2 separate regions of the Mus musculus genome follow, and region 2 is linked to region 1. A link is a contact called in public HiChIP or PLAC-seq data. All regions are on one chromosome and are shown on one strand. The core of a region is the stretch at or near the end of the contact, and the rest is flanking DNA. Distances in the headings are between cores, read along the strand shown. Region 1 has its middle 12 kb from the start of Gm35457. Region 2 has its middle 12 kb from the start of Gm35551.

Region 1 (6,611 bases), core at 167-2,666:
AAGGTAATTGTTCCCAATACCAGATCTTCTGACCACCCAGCATAGGTGGATTCAGAGGCCCCAGGAATTCCTCCAGGAAGCCTACCCTTAACATGTCTTCTAAATCACATGCGGTCTAGGATCAATGGACACAAATCTGGGCTGAGCAGAGCTTGGGCAGAGGCCAGAAGGAGAGGGTACCCAACCTGAACAGAGGGGCGGGACAGTCGTTCCTTGCTGGCATAGACAGACTACAGAGACCCAAAGAAAGTCAGAGGTCAGCTTAGATCAACCCTTAGGTAGTTAAAAGAAGCAGACCAAACACAAAGTGTGTGTACGTGTATGTGTGTGTAGGATGGGGAGGATCCTGGTTGTCATGGTACTGGGGCCCCTGAGCCAGGCCATGAAGGCTGAGCTCAAGCAGGGGTAAGGCTTTGAGAGGAAACTGCAATTAAAAGACCAGCTGTCAAGAGGTCCCCACAACCAACAGTGAAGAGACCCTCAACTAGGACACGGGCACCCAAGCAACTTGACTGCAGAACCTGAAGATGCCATGGACTTCCTGTCCTTTCTGTTAGGGAAGTCAGGGCTGAAGCCCATGTAGCCCAAGGCCATCTTCTTATAGAGGAGAGACCAAAGCAGACTCAAAGTCGAGCTGGAACTAGGCTAGTCCCTCAGGCTTTCTCATTGGTTTTCCATCCCACGTGGTCCCCCATCCCACACATGGCCCCCCATCCCACGTGGTCTCCTTTCCTACGTGACCCCACATCCCATGTGGTCCTACATCTCACATGGTCCCCCATCCCACATGGCCCCACATCCCATGTGGTCCTACAGCTCATGTTCTCTCTTTCATCCTTTCTCAGGATTGAGCTCTTTTTTATGATTCCCTTTTCTGGTTAGGAAATATTTCCTGTGCATGGTTGATGTTAGACACATCAGAGCAAACTCCTAGAATGGTTGGCCAGGTGTCACCAGGTGTTGGCAGACTAGGGGCATAAAACAGGCAAAAGTCACAGGCTATAGGTCTTTGAGATGGCTACAGTCGGGTGGTGGCATTTGGAACATGGAATAGGATTCAAGTGACAGGGCTGACCCCCTGAGGGTGAGCCTCTTCCTGCTCACCCTGAGTTTGTATTCACAATACAAAACTCTGGCAACAGGTGGCAGTGCTACTCCGTCCTGAATCCAAGATGGCTTGCCAGGAGATGTTCTGAAATGCATTCATTCGTTCATTCGTCCCACGAGTATTTATTGAGTGTTTACAATGTGCTGGAGACATTTCTAGATCCTTGGGATACAATATTCAATGCAGGAAAGAACTGCCCTCTGGGAGCTTCCTCCTCAAGCAGGAAGACAGCGAGTAAAAGAGAAACACATCTGGTGTGTGGTGTGGTGAAAGAGAGAACAGAGCCTAGGGGAGAAAGCTGAGAGTGTGGAGTTAAATCCGAAGGCAGAGATGAGACGAGCGGCATTGAAGGAGGGGTGGGGCTGCTGCAGAGGCTGGAGAGGAAGGGACGGGTCGTCTGCAGGGATGGGGCTTACTGGAGTGTGGGTTTGTTACTCTATTCTGTACTTGTCTTGCTGCTGTGATAAAATGCCTCAGAAAAGGAACTTAAGGAAAAGGGGTCTACTCTGGTTCGTACGTAGCCTGAGGGTACCGTCAGAGTGTGTCAGGGAAGCCTGGCGGCAGGAGTCTGAGGTGGCTGATCTCACCGCATCCACAGTCAGGAAGCAAAGAGACAGCAGATGCTGCTGCAGCTCACCTTGCAGGCTCCTTTCCGTTCAATGTTTGACCTCAGTCCATGACATGGTACCACCCACTCTAGGGTGGACCTTCCCACCTAGTCAGCCTAATCTAGATAAACCCTCACAGGCAAGCGGAGGTTTGTTTTCCTTGGTGAATCCCAAACCAAGGAGTTACAGTCGAAGAACCGTCACAATTACACGTGTCGGATGAGGAAGACTCACAGTCAGAGAGGAACAGACACTGTCCAAAACGAGAAATCGAAATTTGGAGGGCGCTTTGTCTCACCTGTCCTGTCCTGATGTCCCATTCGGTCCTGGGACTACGTCCCCTCAATGCGGCAGATCCACAGGCTCAAATCCTGCCTGCTTTCCTTTCTAGGCACGTTTTGTGACCAACCTTTAGTTATTGTGTGTAGTTATTGAGGTCCTGAGAGTAAAATATTGTTCAGGATGTATATCAACCCCACCTCCACCCTGCCCATTATCTATGAAACTTGAGAAGGTATGGATCTCAGGAGTTCTAGCAAACAAGGAAGTCCCAAAACAGAGGGTAGCTGGTGCCCGACGATAACCTTAGAGGAGAATGAGTGACTGTCTTAGTCTGTAACAGAATGCCGCAGGCGGGTGGTTTATCATGAAAGGAGAGTTACTTCTCACAATTCAGGAGACTGACACTGAGGTATCCAAGAGACCTTCTTGCTACATCATAGCATTGTTGGGATATATATATATATATATATGAATGAATGAATATGGCAGAGACAGAGGGAGAGAGACAGAACAAACTTTTATTTTATAACAAATCCATTTCAGAGGGAACTAGTCTATCTACTCTCTCAACAATGGCATTAATCCACTCATAACAATAGGGATCTTGACCTGTTCACATCTTAAAGGTCCTGCTTCCTGTCCCTTCCCAGCAGTAGCTACATTTCAGTAAATGTCACATCGGGGAGAGAACATTGAAACACTGGCAGATGGAGCACTGTGAGGATGGAAGCAGTGTGTGTGTGTGTGTGTGTGTAGCCACTTTCCCTGCCCAGAGCGCTTGTTATTAGAGACCTTCTCTTTTGTGAAGCTATTTGCTTGGCTTTTGAGACAAGTGCCCACTATGTAGCCCTCACTGGCTTTGACCTTGCAGCCCTGCTTTGAGCTTTCCTGTTCAGGTAGCCTGAGAACATGTTCCCTTTACCCGCAGATTGGTTCTGAGACAAAGATACATTACAGGTAAAGTCATGCTTATGACTCAACCTGCAGGTGCCAAAGAATCTCTTTCTCCAAGGCTCAGGGCAAAAAAGTCTAAAAGACCAGGGCAGCACAGAGGTTCTGGAACCAATGCCCAAAGCCCAAGAAGGAGATGCTGGCAAGATGATGCTAACTTGTAGGGGAAAAAGACCAAACAAGCAAAGAAAATCACACTCTCCTGCATCATTCAGATCTTATGCGACTTCAGGCCTGGGCTTAGCTAGCTCTGTGACAAAGGCCAAAAGATGATCCTTCCATGGTGACCCACCTTAAGTGTATGTCTTTTGGAACCGAGTTCTGAACAATGAGTGATGCTTGAACTAAAATACAATGGAGTAAAATTGTGAGCCAGTGAGACCCTAGTTTAGTGCCCCATCCTCTAAGCACACTGTCTGCTGGGTAGAGCTGACTTCAAGGTAACTGTACAAAACAGCTCAGTGAAAGGCTAGCTCACATTAGTGCCCTTTCTCAAGGCTGGATCTTATCAGAGAGGAGGCGGAAGCAAAGTTTCCTTCGGCCTTCTTGGCTTTTGAGTTCTTGAGGTTTGAACTTTCCTTATCACGAAGAGAGAAGGAAGTCTTTGGTCCGTGTTTCCGGCTGAATGGAGAAGTTGTCAGGCCTATGTGACTTGGGAGGTGGGAACCATTGGTGGGTGAGCAGGTGCCTTTGGATAGGGCCATGGGAGAGGCATGGCCTTCAGGGCTCTGAGACCTTTGGGACTGTACAGAAGCACTGGAGAGTCTGAGCTAAAGGACCAGGTTCTGTCTCCACAGACTTCGAGCGGGACAGATCCTCCACAGTAGTTTGGGCTGCCCTGGGCCCTTGAGAGATGTGCTTGGGTACCAAGGCTCAGGAACCTTGGAGAAAGTCCCCAGTTCACATCTGCCTTGAAGTGCCTCAGATCCCTGTGTGTAATCACTAGGAACGACTGCTGATTGACGACCAAGTCCCCATTGTCTTTTTCCATCTGTTGCTAAGCCCTGCTGCCATCTTTAATCTTTGCCAGAAACTTTCCATCATTTTGATAAATAGGGGTTTTAGCTAGACAATTTGGAGATTTTAAGAACATTTTATAAAGTTGGAGCGACAGAGACAGAGAGAAGATGGCATGCATGCAAGTAGAGAACTGAGGACAACTTTTGAGACAGTCTGTCCAGCCCTCTTCCATCTTTAAAACTGAGCAGGATACTCCAGATTAGCTGGCTCCGAGCTTCTCGCCGATGACTCCTGCCTCTGTCTCTGTATCTCTCTCTGTCTGTGTCTCTGTTTCTCTCTCTACATCTGTCTTTCTGTTTTGTCTGTCTGTCTGTCTGTCTGTCTGTCTGTCTCTGCACTCACGTATGCGCACCCCCCACCCAGTAGAGCTGGCATTACATATTTAATCCATAGCCCCCTATTTTTTACAAGGGTTCTGGGGATTGTACTCAGGTTGCCTGGCCTGTGGACAAGTGCTTCTACTTGCTGAGTCATCTCCCTGGCCCACCACACTTTTTGAATGCTAAACTTTCTGACTTAATTTGTAATATATTTAATTTCTTCTTAATAGGAACTATGGAGTGAAGTTTCTGGGCTCCGTGAGTCCGGAGAAGAGGACCCAGTCATTTCAGGAGAAGTAAATGCTATTTTTTCTCTCTGTGGGTTTTTGCTGTAGGGTCTCTCCTGGCATTGGGATAGATTAAATGGAGTGTTGGAAATCTTGCTTCCTGCAGTTTATTGTTTACATTATTTATTTGTTTTGTTTTGCTTGGGTGTTTTGTTGAGGTGAGATCTTGAGGGTCTTGATAGAAAGTGGATTCCAGCCTTTGTTTCCGGCTTCCCATGAGTGACATTCACCATGTAAGGCCATAGCCAACTTCAGTCCGGGTGAGCAATCGAAAGCACTGACTTTTGAGCCAAAGTCCCAGGCTCTCCTGATCCTTCTAGCTCATCTTCTTAGAGGAAGAGAGCGGTGCACTCCTTAACCAGGACTCGGATTGGTGCCATCATGTCCACACCCGAACCAACCACCTGCCCAATGTCCAACCTAGACCATGTCATTTAATCCCCTCTCCAGCCTCAAGGGGCAACTGTCATCCACGTTGAGCATCTGACACGGGGACAGAGTGATTTACTGTCCAAAATTGTGGTGAATGATGTCATTGACGTTAGCGTTGTGGGAGAACTTACTATCCCAAGCAATGCTGAGCGTGAGCACGGATAAGACAGAAGACAGCCATGGGTCGGGGTGGGACCATCTGGAACACCAGGAGAGGAGCAGGGAGCCACTGCAAGATTCTCAGTATGGGGGAGAGAGAGTATGGGGGAGAGAGAGAAAGGTGTCCTCCCGCCTTTGGGGGGTCAGGGGCCGTTGGCCAGAAAACATGGAGGCAGACTGGCAGGTGAACAATAAGGAACAGAGTCTTCCAGCCGGGACTTCCTGTGGCCGCACAGAAAACCCTCAGGAAGGAAGGAAAGGCTGTGGCACAGACTCAGCCTGAACCATAAGGACCTTAATTTAGATCACACATCCCGGAAGACGCTAGGAAACTGCTAACGATTATCTCTCGCCCTGCAAGGCTCTGTCTTATGGTGGCCCATCCAGCTAGTTTCTTATTTGCCCCTCCAGGGCTAAATGTGCTCTGCTTCTGAGAACATTCACAGACAGAAAGCAAGAGCCGCTCGTCCAGCAGAGGAAAGCGGGCCCTCTTCTCAGCTATTGTATTGGGTGACATTTGCTGATTCTGAGGTGAATGTCCCCTCCACAGCTGGCTTTACCAATATTTTTAGAAACTTCTCACCAGCTTGCTAGCGCTGAACCATGGCTTGCTCGTGCGGGCAGCTCGACGACGTTTCCCTTTCAGCACCTTCATACTGTCACGGTGCTTCCTGGTGGAGGCCTCTGGGCTCCTCTAACTGGGCTGTGCTCACCCTTCAGCCAGAGAGCAGGCACATCACGAGAGCCCAGGATACAGATGTGTGGTATATGTCTCCAGTCACGACTGCTGAAGACATCTGTTTGGAGAGGCAACTAAGTTCCGGAGTATGGCCTTCTGGGCATGCACACTCATAAGCTTGTGTGCAGTGAGCATGAGCACATCTGTGTGTATATGCATGGGCGTGTAAGGGCCGGAGATCAGCATAAGATATTTGCCTGCCTTCCTCAATCACTCTCTACTATATATATATGGTTATATATATATATGGTTTTATATATATATGGTTATATATATGGTTTTTTATATATGTGGTTTATATATGGTTATATATGGATATATATGTGTGTATATATATATGGATATATATGTGTGTGTATATATATACATATGTGTGTATATATATATTTGAGGCAGGCAACATCTGTCACTGAAGCTGGAGCTCACCAATCCAGTTAGACTGTAGACTGGCTGGCCAGCAAGCCCCAGGAATTGCCAACCTTTGCCTCCCTACTGTGGGGATCACGGACTTGGCATCTTTTGTGGGCACTGGGATCCAAATGCAGACCCTCACATGTGTACAGAAGCCATTTTACCCACTGAGCCCATCCCTATAGCCTCAAGAGTGAGTCTTTCCTGTGCTCCATGTCCTCATACTGTCTTATTAGCAAGACCAATGGTGGAGCAGGAGACGCAGCAGCTGCCACTGAAAGACGAGGAACCAGA
Region 2 (6,744 bases), core at 3,209-5,708, 120 kb after region 1:
GGCCCCTGAGGACTCCGTGGGAAAACCGTCTATGACCTGTTGGCCTTCCTGGAGACATAAATCTGAAACAAGTCACAGACTACTGTAGCCAGCACTTGGAGCACTGCACAGCTCACAGTCAGAACCGCTAGTCGGGGGACCACCCTGATACCCATGGGGATCTCTTTCAGAGGGCTTGTCCTAGAATTCTCATGCTATTCAATCCTGGCCTTCGCCTCCTCCAGGGAGTCCTCTCTGACTACCTCCTGCTGATCTCTCTCCCTTCTAGGAACTACAAATCTCATTTAATTATATCTATTCTCCTCTCCCTCTCCCTCTCCCTCTCCCTCTCCCTCTCCCTCTCCTTCTCCTTCTCCTTCTCCCGCTTTTTTTTTCCTTCCTCCTTCTTCTTTTTTCTTCATTTTGTTTTGTTTTTTGAGACAAGGTTTTACTATGGATGGCCTGGAACTCCTTACATAGATCTGGCTGGTCTTGAACTTACAGAGATCCTGCCTGCTTCTGCTTCCAGGGTGCTGGGACTAGCTAATTATACCTCATTATATCTAATTCTAGTTTTTATTATTCTCCCTAAATCATATTGAAACCACAGTGAGGGAAAAACTATCTCTAGGTTGTTGTTGGTTTTTTTTTTCAATTACATTTACTTATTTATTCCGTGTGTGTGTGTGTGTGTGTGTGTGTGTGTGTGTGTGTGTGTATGTGTTTATGGTGTGTAAAGAGAGAACAACTTTCAGGAGCTAGCTCTTTCCTTCTTGTGCATCCGAGGGATCAAACCCTGATCACCAGGTTTGGCAGCAGCCGCCTTTACCCACTGAGTCATCTCCCAGCCCAACCTGGTGCCTATCAACACTTACCGTGGCAGACTTTTACAAGTCTAGAGAAGAGAGAAGAGGGCCTGAGAGCAGAGTTAGGTTCCCAGCACCAACACTGGGCAGCTTGTAACTGTCTCTAACTCTGGCTCCTAGTTGCTCTACTTCCTCAACTGAAGGATATGGTGCACACAGTGCTCTATGAAGTGGGGGGAGTGGGGGGGGGGCAGGCACACCTCCATCCTGGGTGGCTTCTTAGAGAACAGCTCATTTCTAGGCATCTCTTTAGCTTGCCTTTCTCTTTTATCTACTTTAGAAATGGAGTGAAGCCTGGAAGTGGTAGCACCCAGCACACACTTTTAATCTCAGCACTCTAGAAGCAGAGGTAGATGGATCTCTGAGCCAGCCTCATCTATAGAATGAGTTCTGGGCCAGTCATGTGTGTCTGAAAAAGCCACTGAGAAACTTCATCTGGGAAAACGATAACAATAACAACAGGAATGAGATGATGGGGTAAAATAAAACAGGGTGGTCGCATAATTAACCAAAAGCACACCCAACAGGGTAGTTGTTCTGCCTCCTTGTGTGTGTCAACTTGACACAAGCTAGCATCATCAGAGGAGAGAGAAGAATGCCTCCATGAGATCCAGCTGTAGAACATTTTCTTAATTAGTAACTAATCAGGGAGGGCCCACCCCATTGTGGGTGGTGCCATCCCTAGGCTGGTGGTCTTGGATTCTATAAGAAAGCAGACAAAGCAAGCCATGTTGAGCAAGCCAGTAAGCAGCATCCTTCCATGGCCTCTGCCTCCTGGTTTCTAGGCATGCCTATGAGGAATTATCTTAACTAGGTTAGCTGAGGTGGGAAGACCTATCCTAAAAGTGGGTGACACTATTCACTCTGCTTGGATCTTGGATAGCCTAAAAAGGGGAAAGTTAAAGTGGATTAGTGGTGGCACACGCCTTTAATCCCAGCACTCAGGAGACTGAGGCAGGAGGATCTCTGTGAGTTCGAGGCCAGCGTGGTCTAAAGAGTGAGTTCCAGGACAGTCAAAGCTACACAGAGGAACCCTGTCTCAAAAAAAGAAAAAAAAAAAAAAAAAAGAAAGACAGAAAGAAAGAAAGGAGGGGGGAAAGCTGTCTAACATGAGCTTCCAGGGTGTGAGTGCCGAGTAATCGCCTCATACTCCTGCCTCCAGGAGCTTCCCACAATAAACTGGATCTTGGAACAAACCCTTTCCTCCTCAAGTTGCTTCTGTCAGGGTGTTTTATCAGCAATAGAAAAAGTCACTCAGCCAGCATCCAAGAATGTGTTCCTTAACTTAGGGATGGAGGTCCTGGGTGGTAAATGAATGAACGGGCATTCCTTTAAATAAATGAATAAATCAATAAGACAAGTAAGGTTGTTTGTGGAGAATGGCACAGACAGAGTGCCATTGAAGTTCTGCACCCTGAGGGCCAAACAAAACAGGAAGCTGAGGCTAAGATCCCTCGTGGAGGGCCAGGCTCGGGAAAGGTTGCTTACCAAGCGTGAGCAAAGTCCTGGGTTTGATTCCCAGTACCACACACAGAGACAACAGCAACAGCAAGGACAACCACACTTGGAAGTGTCACTAGCCAGCCACCTTTGAACAATGATCCTGACTGTGGGGGTGAGGGAGCAGGGTACAGGCAGGATTTTTCTGCAGATGGTGAAAAATTAGCATCCATCACTGCAGGATGGGGGTGAGGAGTAGCGGGCGGGGTCACTGAAGGGAGGGGCTGCGTGGGCTTTGATTAGTTCTTTTTTTGCACCTCTTAAATATATCGCAATACTTACAGAATACTTTAAGAGTCTCAAGCCAGATCCTGCCGCCCGAGTTGGAGGATGGCTCAGTGGGCATGAGGCTCTGGGAACAAGCACGGGGACTTGAGTTGGAATCCCTAGCGCTCACCCCATGTGCTTGTAGCCCCAGTGTTGGAAGGCAGAGGCAGGAAGATCCCCAGAGCACACTTGCTGGCTGTCCAGCCTGAACCAAATGGCAAGCTTTCATCAGTGAAAGACCCCCATCTCAGAGGAATAAGACAGAGTGATATAGAAAGACACTTTATGTCCTCCTCTGGATTTCATATGTGTGTGTACACTTGCACACACATGTGTACATATATACAACGCACACACAGTCCTTGGAGCTCAGGCAGTGAAATTCCACGTCACAGCAGTTAGAACAGCAGAACTCAAAACCTTTGACAATGCCAAGTGCTGACACAGATGCAGAGTAACTAGAATGTAGACACACTTCCCCTATGCTATGAGACACACAGAGTGTAGGTGCTTGAGAAACAAAGCCAGCCTGCTTTCTCTCTCTCTCTCTCTCTCTCTCTCTCTCTCTCTCTCTCTTTGGTTTTTCAAGACAGGGTTTCTCTGTATAGCCCTGGCTGTCCTGGACCTCACTCTGTAGACCAGACTGGCCTCAAACTCAGAAATCTGCTCACTGCCTCTGCCTCCCAAGTGCTGGGATTAAAGGCATGCACCACCATGCCTGGCTACCAGCCTGCTTTCTTACAACGGAATGCCTTCCCCAGCAACTCCACATCTAGATATTTACCCAAAGGACACAGGTAAAAATATGTATACAAAATGATCACATATGTAACACAAAATGATCACAGCAGCTCTTCTTACAGCAGCCACAACTTAGGTGCCTAGTCTGCAGATAAACTGTTTAATAAAGGAAACTAACTCTGCATATACACTGTATGGATTCCAGTAAGAAATCTGAGATAAAGCAGCACACATTGCAGGACTCCATGGGTCTTCAATCCAAAGCCACATGAAACTTAGAGGATATGTCACCAACAGCAGAGCCTGGAAGGTTGGGGCTGGTAGGAGGATTCAGGGAACATTCTGGACCGAGGATTGTTCTGTCAGTGTGCTGTGGATGGCACAGGGCATAGATGTGGCAAAAGGCACACTGAGGAGCTGTGCCATAAAGGGCCATCGAGAAGGGTCATCAGCCTTCTGTTGCTGCGGAGCCTGAGGAGCTGGGGTTAGTCTCCCAGGATCCACATGGTAGAAAGCAAAAACTGACTCCCACAAGTGGTCCTCTGACCTCCATCCACATGTGCACTGTGGTAAAAACACAGAGGACATGCGTGTGTCACACACACACACACACACACACACACTAATAAATTTCAATACTTTTCAAGCAACTTTAATTTATACATTTTGTTTCACTATTCCACGGTAGGTTTTTAAAAACTGTATCTGTGATGCTTAAAGGACACTCCACACCGACTAAGTCAGGGACTCCTCTGGGTGACGCTCAGGAATCTATCTGCCTGTTCAGAGCCCTAAGGTCCAGGTCCCCAGGGGTGACACCCACTCGCCCCTCCCCCACTTTGGCCCGTGACACTTCCAACAGGGCAGGCTTGGCGTCCCCCCTCCCTCCAAGCTCCCAACCCCTCTGCCTAGTCGCCCTTAGCAACCAAGAAAGGACTTGCAAATCCTCAAAGTGCAGCCGCCTGGGGAGGGGCGGCGCGGTGTCAACGAGACAAGGACACGTCCAAAACGCTGGGTAATTGCCGGGCTGCTAATGCTCAGCCCTTTGTGCGTCCGCGCGGAGCCAGCGGCCGCGCTCCCAAGCCCCGGCTTTTCAGGGCGGGCGCGCAGGGGGCCTGACGACCGCGCTCCCGCGCTCCGAGGCGCATAATTAATCGGCCTTCACAGGGTCGGGGACAAAGGCGCTCATTCACCCGCCGCTCCTCCCTCCCCGGGATATTGTTATTGCGGAAAAACTGCAGCCAGCTGGGCCGCAGGGCAACGTCAGCGCCATGGGAGAACGGACCGACCGCACCTAGGAGACCCAGTTCTCTCTCCTCCAGAGCCCCCCAGAGGGATCGGGGCAGCCAGGAGCCAGGGTGGGCAGGACGCAGGGTCTCTTTTGCGGGCTACAGGGTGCTGAAAGCGTCGAGGTTTCTGTCGGGCCCCGATACGTTCGAGCTGTGGAAATGGGAACGGCACGTGCCTACACTGGCTCCTAGGAGAACTTAAATGGACTTGCTTGCCCAGGCTAGAGCCCTACCCGGCAGGCCCTCCACAACACCAAGAAGAACGGGTCTGTAGTTAAAGTCAAGGACCCCGAGGAGTGTTGGGGAAACTTGCCTAGGCCCACTGTGACCTTACCAAATCTATAAGATGGCTCCGTGGATAAAGGTGCTTGCTTTTAAACCTGGAGACCTCCACTCGATCCCTGTGACCCTTATTAACCATGGAAGCAGAGACCTCCACGTATGTGCACCACCCCTCAAGCATGTTCCCTACCCCACGGTAACGATAAACAACGTTATTTTTAAAGTGAAGCGGTAGGCTGGACATCTATCTGCATTTTCCTGTTCTTCAAGCCCTCTGGAAGCTCTCTGAAAGCCGCCGCAAAAGTGGCTCAGCGCTCCGCCCCAGTTCATGGGTGAGAAGACAATCTTCAGAAGTGACAGGCCACGGTCACAGAGCAGGGCTGCTTGGACCCTGGGCATGCTGGTTGTGCGCAAAGCGGAGCAGAAGAAAGAAAAAGCTGCTAGAGATTGAGACACTGGCCTTCCTCAAGCCTAAACCCTCCCTGACTTCAAAGCCCTGGACCAAGGCTCGTATTAAAACCCTGACCTCTCCTTGTACTGCAAAAGACTTTGGCATGTTCTGTTCATGGGACCTATGGGGGTTCCCCTACCAGCTCCATCTGAGGTGTCTTTGAGAGACCAGGCCCAAAGCCTTCATGGCTGTGTCAAGGCCACTGCCCACCAAACCTGAGTCATGGCTGATCATGGCAACACTCTCTCACCATTCAGAGGCCCTGGCCTGAGGGCTCCATTCCTCTTCAAAGTCCAGTGTTCCCCCAGGCCCAGCAGAAGCCCAGGTTCCAGGTTGGCAAGGCTGGGCTTCACCTTTCCCTCTAAACCCAAGGCATTAGGCACCAGGCCATTCCTCCTCCTCAGTGCAGCAACAGTTGTGACGAGCCGCCATGGCTTTCTGAAACCTCAGGGTTCTGAACAGCTCCCAGAACAAGCAGGGGCTTTCCAAAACCCTGCCTGCCCAGCCCAGCCCAGCCCAGCCCAACCCAGCCCATCTCCTTGAGACGTTCTGTCCCTCTCAGCCATGCTCTGGAAAATGTTTCCTTTGCCTAAGACTTCCAGTCTTGAGCAGGACCATAGGACAGCAAGCCAGACCGCCATAGAGCCTCGGTCCTCCTGGCAAGATGAAGATGGGAAAGCTCCCTTGTTAGCTAAGGAGCCCATTCTGACCTCCAAGGCACAGAGGGGGCCCAACCAAGCTAACTCTGTAGCCAACATACCGTGCTAGACACTGGAAAGCCAATACCCTATGACAGTCATATCTGTGGATTGGGGAAAATGCACAGAAAATTCCAGAACAAAGCGGAGAGAAACAAGATAAAACAGAGTCCAGCCAAGGCCCAGCCGGGCCTCTGAGAGCACAGACCAGCTGTCCAGCAGAAAGCAAACCCAAGCAGGGCTCCTGAGGTCAACACAGTTCTGACAAGGCTTGGGGCTCAGGCATCCCCCAGTGGTCAGGACACCAGCACAGCATCATAAGCCTAGCTGACTCCCGCAAAGTCGGCTGTATTTACAAGCTAGAATAGCCCACCAGATACGGGATACGGCTTCACCGAAAGGAAAGCAGACTATATTAAAGAGCATCCTTGAGAATCTCGCCTGAAGTAATTGAAGCAAAAAGGTAAAGATGTCTAACTTTTCCTCAGATGTTTTCAGAAGCATAAATCATGGGCGAATCTGGGGAAAGCGGCACGTCAGTGATCCCTTGGGCTAGCCTTGGAGGCTGCTGAAGCATCCCGGACACACATGTAAACCGCAGGGCCAGCATCCCCACATTCAGTCACTGTACCCACCTCCTGTTGCCTGCAGCCCCATCCCCTACCACGTTC

The links. HiChIP or PLAC-seq counts read pairs in DNA pulled down with a chosen protein or histone mark.
Region 2: a contact with region 1 is called in a KLF4 HiChIP or PLAC-seq map of embryonic fibroblasts, with 5 read pairs. The contact joins two enhancer-like sites. A contact is called at or near these places in 2 of 15 datasets of contacts at CTCF or cohesin (the NIH/3T3 cell line and large pre-B cells), 35 of 484 Hi-C or Micro-C datasets (the AML12 cell line, B cells, the Ba/F3 cell line and 21 more) and 7 of 115 datasets of contacts at active chromatin or transcription factors (the HPC-7 cell line, embryonic fibroblasts, heart atrium and 4 more).

Annotation. Positions count from the first base shown.
Region 1 is chr17:83,972,450-83,979,060 of GRCm38.p6, forward strand. No RefSeq gene overlaps it. Among named protein-coding and RNA genes, the nearest start is that of Gm35457, 12 kb to the left of the region's middle. Within about 2 kb of position 1,417, at least 134 of the 459 cell types and tissues checked have an H3K27ac peak or open chromatin away from gene starts, as enhancers often do. A contact at or near this core is called in cerebral cortex, embryonic fibroblasts, hematopoietic stem and progenitor cells and 1 more, where this site is marked.
Region 2 is chr17:84,092,248-84,098,991 of GRCm38.p6, forward strand. No RefSeq gene overlaps it. Among named protein-coding and RNA genes, the nearest start is that of Gm35551, 12 kb to the left of the region's middle. Within about 2 kb of position 4,459, at least 164 of the 459 cell types and tissues checked have an H3K27ac peak or open chromatin away from gene starts, as enhancers often do. A contact at or near this core is called in cerebral cortex, embryonic fibroblasts, hematopoietic stem and progenitor cells and 1 more, where this site is marked.